2 separate regions of the Sus scrofa genome follow, and region 1 is linked to region 2. A link is a contact called in public Hi-C data. All regions are on one chromosome and are shown on one strand. Each heading gives the region's core, a stretch centred on a gene start, on an enhancer-like site or on the middle of the called end of the contact. The rest is flanking DNA. Distances are from core to core; before and after follow the strand shown. Region 1 overlaps ESRRG (estrogen-related receptor gamma). Region 2 overlaps ESRRG (estrogen-related receptor gamma).

Region 1 (5,255 bases), core at 2,537-5,036, 97 kb after region 2:
AAGAGGATGCACGGGGATGGATATCGGAAAAGTCAGGAAGATGACGAGAGAAAAAATGTTGTCTCATAGATACTTTGCAAAAAAACACAAGGAAGAGAAAACATAGGTGAGACGACTCAGCTCATGCCTGCAAGGCATTTATATAAAGGTAAGCTGCCCTGTGTATCCACTGAGTGGAGGAGATAAAAGCTGTATTTTTCTGGCTTTGCAGTGTTGCAGAAAATATTAGCTGCGCCCAAGTTGAGACAGTTCTTTGTCTCATATTTCCAGTGTCATTTCCAAAAAGTACAGCATTTCCCTTCCCAAGTTTGAAATTCTATAGTTACTGTCACACGAAAAATTGCATTGTGTGTCACTTGAACTTGGAAATTTGCAACATCATCATGCCAAGCCATCATGAGACAAGCACTCAGTAACATGTAGTATAAATTTTAATTGAGCAGAAACACTTGACAAAAATTCTCCAGAGATCTTTCTGGCATATTCAGATTGGCAATGGTACCATGATACCATGATTTTAATCTTTCTATAAACTTAACTGATGCCAGTATAAATCTTAATTACCTAACTTCCCTAATCATCTAATTATAAACATCTAAAAATGTGGAAGAGAATAATTTTAATGACCTGAAGCCAACCAAGCTGTATCTTCCCCAAAATAAATAAATAAAACACTTTAATAAAATGCATCCACTGAAGAGATGCTGCAAAGACAGAAAACTGCTTTGAATTCCGTTGTCTTTGAGACCTCAGGCAAATTGAAATCCCAGGCTTTTGGGAACAGCACTGGGCAGTGCTGCAGGAATGCTGGACAAAGACAGTAGCTGTAAGATTATCTCAAGATTAAGGGCGAGGTTTCCTTATAAAAATTACCTTTCAATAGTCATTTACTTTGGGGAGAATGAATTCACTAATTCAGACTTTTCCCTTGCAGTCAACCCACACAATAAATGCCTTTGCTTTTTTCTACGATCTGGGAAATATTTTTCCTACCTGATCTTTTAAAGCCTCCTCCCCCACCCCATTCATTTCAATCTAAGAAACAAACCATACACAAGTCATTGAGAGGATTTTAAGATGTAATAGCAATTTGGTGATCAAATCTTCAAAGACTTCACGAGGAAGCAGGTTCACACCAGCTTTTTAGATGAAGGAGCATAGGCTGGGCCAGATTTGAAAGCTCCAAGTGTCACACCTTTGCAATATTTAAATCTAAATGTACAATTTCTAACTGTGCTCATGGGGGTTAACTTCCTATCAGATTTAAAAGGCCCCAAACCAGAAAATCAGGATGGAAGCTTCAACTTAACTCAGGTTTTATATAAAACTCTTACTGTATAAATTCCTGAAATCATTTTCTGAAGATTGACTCAAGTATAAATTGAAGACTGAGGTAAAAAAACTCCCCCTTTCAAGTGTTTTTTGAATGTACTCAAGATCATTTCATATTTTTATCATTTATTTCAGGATCTTAGTGCCCAGGACAATGCCTATACACAGGCAAATATTTTGGATCAAGAAAATACAGTTTAATGCACTAAACTGATCACTTTAATGATTTAAAAAATTGCAAAGGAATACATGTAATCGTTGTCAGTGCAACATGAGAAGTTACGATAAGCAATCTGTTGACAGAGGGTTGGTTATAAAAAATACACATCAAAAATCAATTTTAAACTTGTATCATCTAAACTTGATTTCATTAACTATCATTAAGCTATTTGCCCACAACCTAATTAATGCACATAACCAAAGGTACTTAATAAGACTAAACAGAAGGGGATGGATATTTCTTAGTGAGAAACGATAATAAATTAACATTTAAAGATAGCAACTGTAAAATTAAAATATGTTTTAGAAATAATTTATTTAGTAATGATTTGGCTGTGTCTTGTATTCAGAGTGTGTTCAGACTGGTACAATTAAGCAAAATTAGGCAAAATTATTTCTAAAATAAAATTAGAAGCAAAATCTCCCCAGCAAAAAACCCCCTGTCATTTAAAAATAATTTAAGAAAAATAAGTCTAATTAAGGGTGAGGGAATGAGTGGGTATTTGCAACTTAAACCCAGGTAAAAAAAGACAATTAAAGCAATGCTGAAAGTGAAAAACTGAAATTTTGATTTTGGACATTGCAAATTTATTCTTTTAGTAAAAGTCTATATGGCATTCTCAAATAGATCCATCTTATATAAATGTCTATATTTAAACATACTTTTGGAGTCTCAGAAATTAGTGCCACACTATTACACAAATTCTACATTTGCTCTGGGTATGTTTAAAGAAGAATTAGGTTCATGTGTGTGTCTATATGTGCGTATGTGAGTGTGTGTGTGTGTGTGTGTGTAATACAATTTCTCTGATTGAATAATTTCCTTATTTCACATGCCTTTCTGGATGTGACTAAGTCTTAAAGTTTCAAAATGCAGGTTAGCATAAACCTAATAGAGAAAACATAGATATCTAAATTTAACCTTAGAGACAGCATATACTACAAAGAGTATAATTTAAAGAGAAACATATATTTAAATGCCACCTTCCTCTTTCCTAAACAATGTCTATCTGGAGCAAAAATATGCAGCAAAATGAATCATATTCCTAAACAAAATATCAATGACGTGATTGAAACACCATAAATTCAATGCAATGCCCTTTTGTTAAACTCATGCAGTCCCCTCTATTAACTGATATTTTTTGCCAGCTTTCTTGTTCCTATGTAGGTAGCACTGACTTTAAAAACAAAAAAAAAAACAAACAAAAAAACACAGGGATGTGTGGCTATAATCTCTAATGAATTTCCTTATGATTCATGATGCAGGTGAAAATATAAATTGAAACACATAACTAAACACACACACACACACACACACACAAATATTGGACTTCACCCAACACTAATATTTTCAAGAGGTGGACAGAGGACCCTGAATGACCATCACTTTAAATCTAAAGTAAAGACGGTATGTTGGCAATATTCACCTGTAATGGTTCCAGATTTATCCAAACCACTTTTGTTCTGCTTTGTTTTCCCCTCTGAGAGTCTGAGAAGAATCTTTGATGGAAGTTTTGAGTTGATACTTCACAAAAAGAGAGAAAGTACATGACCCCTAGGAAGGCTTCTGGGCAACTAAACAGAACTATTTGCATAGCCCCTTCAACACTGTTTAGCAAACAAGGAGTGGACAGGACCGGAGTGGCTTCCCTCTTTCAATCCCGCCGGCCTTTTCAGAGCCAGGCAGGGGTTCTGTTTTTAGTACACACTTTGGATCTGCGTTAATCCTGTTTTATGTTGTTCACACCTGCTGCTGACTAGCAGCCTGCTGATGGGCTGGGGCTCATGCTGCTCAGAGAGATCCCAGTAAACTGAGAAGCTGGACAAAAGCTACTGGACAGAGCTGGAAACAAAGCCCGAGCAGGATCCTGAATACAGGAGAAGGAGACCCCACAAATCTCTCCTCTCATTTGCAAATAAGGCTCCGACGGCCCACGGTTGCCACCCAACAATAAATGCAACCGATGGCTCTCTTTTGAAAGCCTGAAGAGCCCACTGGCTTATTTATATTCCTTGGCTTTTTATAGCTTTTGGTAAAATTAATGCCCATACAATAAAACAAACAAAAAAAAAAAAACCACGTTGCTCTAATCAGGTGCACATGCTAACCACTCTTTTATTCTGACCAAAAGAATTCATATCTGACACAAATCTCATTATTAATTGAAGATACCCTATAGCTCACCTCTCTATTCATAGAATTTACATCCAAAATGAACAGAGAGAGAAAATATATATTCTGCCATCCGTGGCCACCACCGTGGGACCAGGACAGTGACTCGTATGCTAAGACAGCTCTCTCCCTGCACCCCCCCACCCCTCACTGCATGTGCCTAATAGCAAACATCAAAAGGAATGACTTCTTTTTTGATCTTAGTACCGGCGATAAATCAAATTCAGTGCCACAGACAGGGGGGAAATGCACTGCTCAGGGAAAACTCCAAGACTGACACCGGGACGGGTCGGAGGCATTTTCTCAATCAAGTTCCAGTAAACGACGCCCACCCTCCCTCTCCCTGAAACAAGATGTAAGCTGTCATGTGCTTACCCAGAGCGAGAAAAACTTACCCAGTCCTGACGTGACCCTAAGTTAAGATGCACTTTGTGCTGACATTTCTGGCGGTGGCCCTGGCGCCCCTCCTTCCTACCCAAAGACAGAGCCAATTTCCTTCCGATCCGGGAGCAGATCCTGCCTGCAGGTGGACAGAGAAAGCTCACACCAGCCAGCGCAGGGGAGCTCCAATAGGAGCCACACATATGGGGGTCCAATGAAGACTCTGGGGGGGGGTCCTTTTATTAAGTATCCCAAAGCACCCTTCCTGCCTGTAACAGCCAATAAAGCACCACGGGCCCCCCTGCCTAACCCACAAGGGTGCACAGATTTAATGGAGCACAGTTTTAATACTTCTCCAAGGGGAGGCATACAAAGTGCTAACTAGCGTGCTAAGGTCCTCTTGATCAATGAACGCAGGGATGACGTATTTGAGGTGCCAGCATCTTTTTCCCAATTTGTTTTCCAACCATTTATACCCCAAGCAGTGTGTTCTTTGGGTGGGTCAGCACTGAAGCCTAACACCTTTGTGCCCTATTCTTCCTTGGCAGGTAAAACATTTATAGGGAGGCTGGAGAGCAGCATGGCTACAACATGTGGGAAGCCAGATAAATGCACTTTTTTTTTTTTTTTTTTGCCACACCCACAGCATGTGGAAGTTCCTGGGCCTGGGATCAAAATGTCACCACTGGAAACGTCAGCACAAGCGCATCTTAACTTAGCATCTCATCAGGACTGTGCCACAGCAGGGACAATGCCAGATCCTTAACCCAGGGAGCCACCAGGGAGCTCCAAATCCCTACTTTCTAAGTGTGTTTAATACTGTGTTTTTGAGAACTCTGTCACGGTGTTAAAGAAAAAAATAGGTGTCAAAAATGATACTATAACATATTCGCCATAATTATAGACAGAATTCTTGTGCCTTTCATAATCTGAAACAGCCCATCTCATCACAGAACATATTAAAAAAAAATTGTTACCTTCAATTCGTTTATGGCATGTGAACAGTATAGGAATGAATTCAATTATGTCCAATCACACAAAATTTCTGATATTTGACCATGTCTTGACCTAGAAAAATGGCAATTGCATGTGGTTCAACCTAATTAGAATCCCATCTAACATGCCAAAAAGGCTGAAGTTCTGTCGGGGC
Region 2 (5,806 bases), core at 1,769-4,268:
GCTCCGAAGCTTTTATTTCATTGTTAACCTCTTCACCCACATAGGTTTCCTTGAGCTATTTCCCCTGCTCTGTCGCAAGTTTTCCCAAGAGCGTCTTTTCTTGGTTTGCAACTCCTGGAGAGTAAAAACATCACGGTTGGTGTCTCCATAGGGTCACAGTGTCCAGGCCACACCAAATTCCAAGTCCTTTCTCCCTGATTCCACACCCTGCTTTACAAAACCACACCATTTGCAGATCAAAGAGAGACGATTTATGCTTTCATCCAGCGGACGGACGCTTAAATTAAAACAGATCAGCAGTGCGGTGCAGGGCAGGTGGTTCCCACCAGCACTGGCGGCCTCAGAGCGATTAAATTGTGGTGGAGATGGAGGGCCTTCCGCTCCCATTCCCGCACTTACAGATCAAACGGTGACAAATGAGATGTTACTGCTCGTGTAAAGCAAGGCTACAATCTGTCAAAATCCAACATAATTTGTGACCCTCTGTGACATCCTCTTTTTCTCTCTCTCCCTCTCTCTCTCTCTCTCTTTTTTTTTTTTTTGACATTTGAATACAGTGATTGTACTGGAGTCAAGTCCATTTAAGTGAATATAGTCAGTTCTATCTAAAGGAATACAGCCTGTTAGCTCCAACACGGTGGCTGAATATATATCTGGTGAATACTCCAGCGACCCTTTGTGTTAAGTGCATACCATTAACAATGAATTCTGATTTTTTCCAAGTTATATAATTTGATATCTTGACAGCCCAGACACTTAAAGCACTACTATTTGTTTTAAATGGCTTTATTTTATTGTTTAAATGTCAGTATCAAAATAAAGTAATGCATACAGCCTTGTCAGCTCTAGCGCAGGGGGGAAGTGTTTCTGTTGAGGGGAGTCTTGAAAGAGTTTGTTCTAAAAATGGACTCAAAAGTCAATTGCAATGTCTCTTGGCTGAATCCTTAAATGACTCATGAAACATATTTATACTACATTTTCTGTTTAGCTGGTGCATTTAATAAGGCACCAAAGCATAAGCAGCATAGGGAGCAGAGCATCTTAACTTACCGAAGCTGACATCATTGCCAGGTTTCAAAAAAAAAAAAATCACTGACGATGGGAAATAATTGAGGATTGCTTGAGAGAACCAAGCCACAGACCAGATAAATGAGCAGACCTCTCTGTGGGCTTTAATTGCATCATCTGCTGGATTACTAGACGTGCCTTAGTCTTAAAGGAAGAACAGAAAATGTTCAAGGGACTGATTGGGGATAGTTCCTAGTAGGTTTCACTACTGGAATGACAAGGAGAATTGATTCTCTCACGCCTCCACTCCATGCAGACCTGTTTGGGGTTTATGAGCCTGTCACATTTCAGAAAAGCCATTGACTTTCTACTTCAAAGTGGCTAAAGAGCTTTCCCCAAAGACTTCTGTGGACCACCTTTAGGCAGGGTAACGCCAACTTTCAGGGAAATCACTCTGAAATAACTTTGTTTGGAGAATAAAAATATATCTAGGCCCTTTGCGTACTTTTGTTTTAGGGTTACCCCTTCAAAGTCTCGGGCGTGAAGTGTTTTTTCCGCTGTGTAGCTCCATCTGTGGTCTACCACGGTGGGCTCAAGGTATTCGCTCATCCCAGGTTACTTCTTTACCTCTGTGCTTTGTGTCCCCACATTGTATTTATTTATTTATTTACTTCCTTTTGGGGGGCTGCACCTGTGGCATATGGAGGTTCCCAGGCTAGGTGTTGAATGGGAGCTGCAGCTGCCGGCCTACACCACAGCCAGGGCAACACCGGATCCCAGCTGCACCCGCCACCTTACACTGCGGCTTGTGAGCTTGCAGCAATGCGGGATGCTTGCCCCTGAGTGAGGCCAGGGATTGAACCTGCATCCTCATGGACTCTATGTCAGGTCCTTAACCCACTGAGCCACATCAGGAACTCCACCTGCCACCCGATCACAATCCCTGTTAATGACTTTCCTTCAGAAACCCAGCTGGCTGAAAAAGCAGACTCCAGTTTACGGCATTTCAGAGTAACCGGCTGAGACAGGAAAGGCCCCTCCGTTCTTGGCATGTGGCATGGTGACTGACACTCATCTACCGTAATTACGATGGACCTTTAGATCTTCTCTAGGCTTTAATGCCTGTCCTCACGCTACTGTTACCCACATGAGGAAGGGGAGAATTTGAGCCGCAAGACCTACCCACCCTGCCTGTTAAAGACAAGGTCTCCGCCCAGACTGAACACATCAGAGGAGCACGCATTTGCTTTCAATAGCCAGGAAAAAAGGCATTTTGCCCCCAGAAGAGGGATCCGGGATCTATGGTCACAGCTCTATTATGTCAGGAGTTCCTAGAGAGGTGCTACAGTGGATGGCACAGAAGACAGACAGTCGGCTGAGGTTTGGCTCCAATACTGCCTACCTGCAGCTTTCTCGAATGTAACCACCACAGACCTATCCTAACCTGTTAAGTGAATGCTCTTGTTATCACTGAAAACCCACCAGGAGGTTGGGAGTAAACCTCATGCTTAGTGAAATAAGTCAGACAGAGAAACACAAACACTGTATGATATCATCATTTGTGGAATCTAAAAAACAACACAAATGGGAGTTCCTGTTGTGGCTCAGCGGGCTAAGAATCCTACTAGTATCCACGAAGATGAGGGTTCCATCCCTGGCCTTGATCACTGGGTGAAGGATCTGGCATTGCCATGAGCTGCAGTGTAGGTTGCAGGCAAGGGGGGATCTGGCATGGCTGTGGCTGTGGCGTAGGCCAGCAGGTGCAGCTGCGATTTGAGCCCTAGCCCGAGAATGTCTGTATGCCAAGGGTGCGGCCCTCGAAAGACAAAAAGAAAAAGAAGGAAAACCGCCAATGAACGCTTACGAAAAACAGAAATAGGCTTATAGATAAAGAAAACAAACTCATGGTTACAAGGGGGAGAGGGAAGGAGGAGGGGCAAATTAGGGTGTGGGATTAAGATCAACAAAGTACCAAATGTACAATAATTAAGCAACAAGTGTCTACTGCACAGCCCAGGGAATTATAGCTATGGTCTCCTAAAAAACTTTTAATGGAGTAGAATCTGCAAAAATACTGAATCACTATGGTGCAGAGCTAAAACTTCATAATGTAATGTAAATCCACTAGACTTCGATCTAAAAAAGGGTATATTCTACACTGAAGCAGCTGGAAAATTGGTATAAAACCCAGAACATGTAGCTTTGGCAAATGTTCTCTTCACAGTAATCCTTTTCAAGAAAAAAAAAAAAAAAAAAAAAAAAGCCACTTGGAATATTTTAGAAAGCTTGTTTTTTTCCCCTTATCCCGTCTTGCTATTTCTTCACATTGTTTATAAACGTATACAGGTTAGAGGTGCATGTGGATCTGAACCTATTGTGACCAACAAACCAGTCTCCGGGGTTGCCGACTGGCCTGCAGTTGTTCACAGGCTACTTCCACTTGTGTGAGTTCCCTCTGGCTCCTGGGTCTGCCAAGGCCTTTGCTGCTTTCATCAACTGCCACAGAGCAAGGCGCTGATCTCTCTGCCTCACTTTTCCTCTCTCTTCTCTGGCTTTCTTGCTTTTGATGAAGATTCTCTATTAGACGCAGGGGATGGAAAGCAGGTTTTCACCTTTGCCCGGAGGTAAAGCACAACGGGAGGAAAGAGGAAGGCAGCAGAAGCAGGGTGAACTTTAAAATCCTCCCCCGTCGGCCAAGATGAGAGGAAAACTGCACCGATTCCCGGTGATACGCGCACAGACAGCTCCCTCCCACCGGAATCGCCTGGCACCTCAGTCGTTTTTCTTTCTTTTTCTTCTTTTAGTGGAATCTAAGACTCTCAGCGTATGTAGATCTTTTCCAGTAAAGATCTGTGCTGCATCTGTCAAGTGATACCTTCCTAAGATAAAATTCATCCGATCCTTTCTTTGCCACGTTTTCAGTGTTTGCTCTAGGATCCCAATTGTACCTGAACTTCCCACCTCTAACAACTCCCCAGACGTTGCACCGATGGGCGGTGAGCGCTCACTTCTTCCTCTTTAACTTTTCCAGCAACACAAGTGCATACGAGTGGCTGATGTTAACCAAACCAAAGGCCACTTGAGAATGCCACGAAAAGAATAGCGGCTGAAGGTTATAAATAGGTGACACTATTTATAAAGCATCAACAAAATGCTTCATGACGTGAGACCTAAAGCCCAAGCAATCATTTTGTTAAAAACCCGGCCCTGTGTCTGAGGGCTACATAAATAGCAGCAGGAACGCTGTCTCGTGAGCTGCTTTGTTTGGCCTCCAGCTGGTCACAGGCACAGGAGATGCAACTTTTCCTGCTAAGTGCTGGTCTGCCTTAAAAACAACAACAGCAACTAGACAAAAAAAAAAAAAAAAAAACAAAACAAAAAAAAAAAAAACAACCAAAAAACCCAAAGAAAAAAGCAACTTTCGGGGTGTGAGAGGCTTACAGTGTGGGGAAAGGTACTACCACCGAGCAGAGTTCAAAAGAATCCAAGTTGTTTGCACGCGAGGCAATGACCATATACTGTGGTCCTCAAGTTAGACAATAACACTTTGATAACAAAAACACTAAACTCTTGGCCTTGACCTCACCCAGCACTCGCTGCTGCTGAAAGATGAAGGTTATCTCTCTATTTAAGTAACTCACATTTATGTCCAAAATTGGACTGTAAACAAGAGCCTTCTTGGTTAGAATAAAATGGTTTTTAACATCAATTTATAAGTACTCTGAAAATGCAAGTCCCTTTCCCTCAGCAGAATGACGGATGCATTATAAGATTTTGTGATACCCACACCACTGAATGTCAGAAAGATTTAAGTTCAAATCAACATGCATTTATTCTATGGTATAGCAACATGGAAGGCTGATGGTATGAATATTTTACAGTAATGTTTCAATATTAAAATCCCCACATTGCAATTCTGGAGTAACACACAAATTATATTTAACCATCAAAAAATTCATTGAAGTACTTATTAGAGTATCAGTAATAATAGTCATTAAAATTTTATGATCACTTAAAAGAACACTAAATAAAGTCAGTTTAGCAAGTGCCCTATTTACATATTTTAACAAGACTTACACAGTAATATCAAAATCACACTGGATTTGAGAGTAAAATGAAACTTGCCCCCAAAAGAACAGATACATTATGGATCTGCTCTGACAAATTTGCCTCTTTTCCTAAGAGTGGGGTGGGTTGCACTGACTCATTCACTCTGCCTTTTTGGACCAGCGGCAATATTATTCAAGATATGACCAAGGGTAATTCTATGGATTAAGAATTAACTAAACAGGAGTTCCCGTCGTGGCGCAGTGGTTAACAAATCCGACTAGGAACCATGAGGTTGCGGGTTCGGTCCCTGCCCTTGCTCAGTGGGTTAAGGATCCGGCGTTGCCGTGAGCTGTGGTGTAGGTTGCAGACGCGGCTCGGATCCTGCATTGCTGTGGCTCTGGCGTAGGCCGGCGACTACAGCTCTGATTAGACCCCTAGCCTGGGAACCTCCATATGCCGCAGAAGCGGCCCAAAGAAATAGCAAAAAGACAAAAAAAAAAAAAAAAAAAAAAAAAAAAAAAACTAAGGTTGAGTCTGCAACCTTAGCCTCACTTAGCATCAAGTCTCAATTTGCTCAGCTACTCCCTTGTACGTGTATGCCATACACGACCTGATTTTACACATATGTGAGAAATACGGCTATAACTATGTATATAACTATATATAAATACACACATAGGTAGCTCACTTTCAGTTAAAACAGTTTAGAATGTTTATGCACGTTCCAGTCCTTCAATGTTTTGATACA

Evidence for each region. Hi-C and Micro-C count contacts between places; a contact is called where the count stands out from the background.
Region 1: a contact with region 2 is called in a Hi-C map of heart right ventricle, with 3 times the contacts expected there. The contact joins two enhancer-like sites. A contact is called at or near these places in 2 of 47 Hi-C or Micro-C datasets (fetal heart ventricle and heart right ventricle).

The regions. Positions count from the first base shown.
Region 1 is chr10:6,924,770-6,930,024 of Sscrofa11.1, forward strand. All of the region lies in intron 2 of ESRRG (estrogen-related receptor gamma), which reads right to left. Among named protein-coding and RNA genes, the nearest start is that of USH2A, 260 kb to the left of the region's middle. Within about 2 kb of position 3,787, at least 2 of the 83 cell types and tissues checked have an H3K27ac peak or open chromatin away from gene starts, as enhancers often do.
Region 2 is chr10:6,828,428-6,834,233 of Sscrofa11.1, forward strand. The region is part of intron 4 of ESRRG (estrogen-related receptor gamma); the gene reads right to left. Among named protein-coding and RNA genes, the nearest start is that of USH2A, 170 kb to the left of the region's middle. Within about 2 kb of position 3,019, at least 2 of the 83 cell types and tissues checked have an H3K27ac peak or open chromatin away from gene starts, as enhancers often do.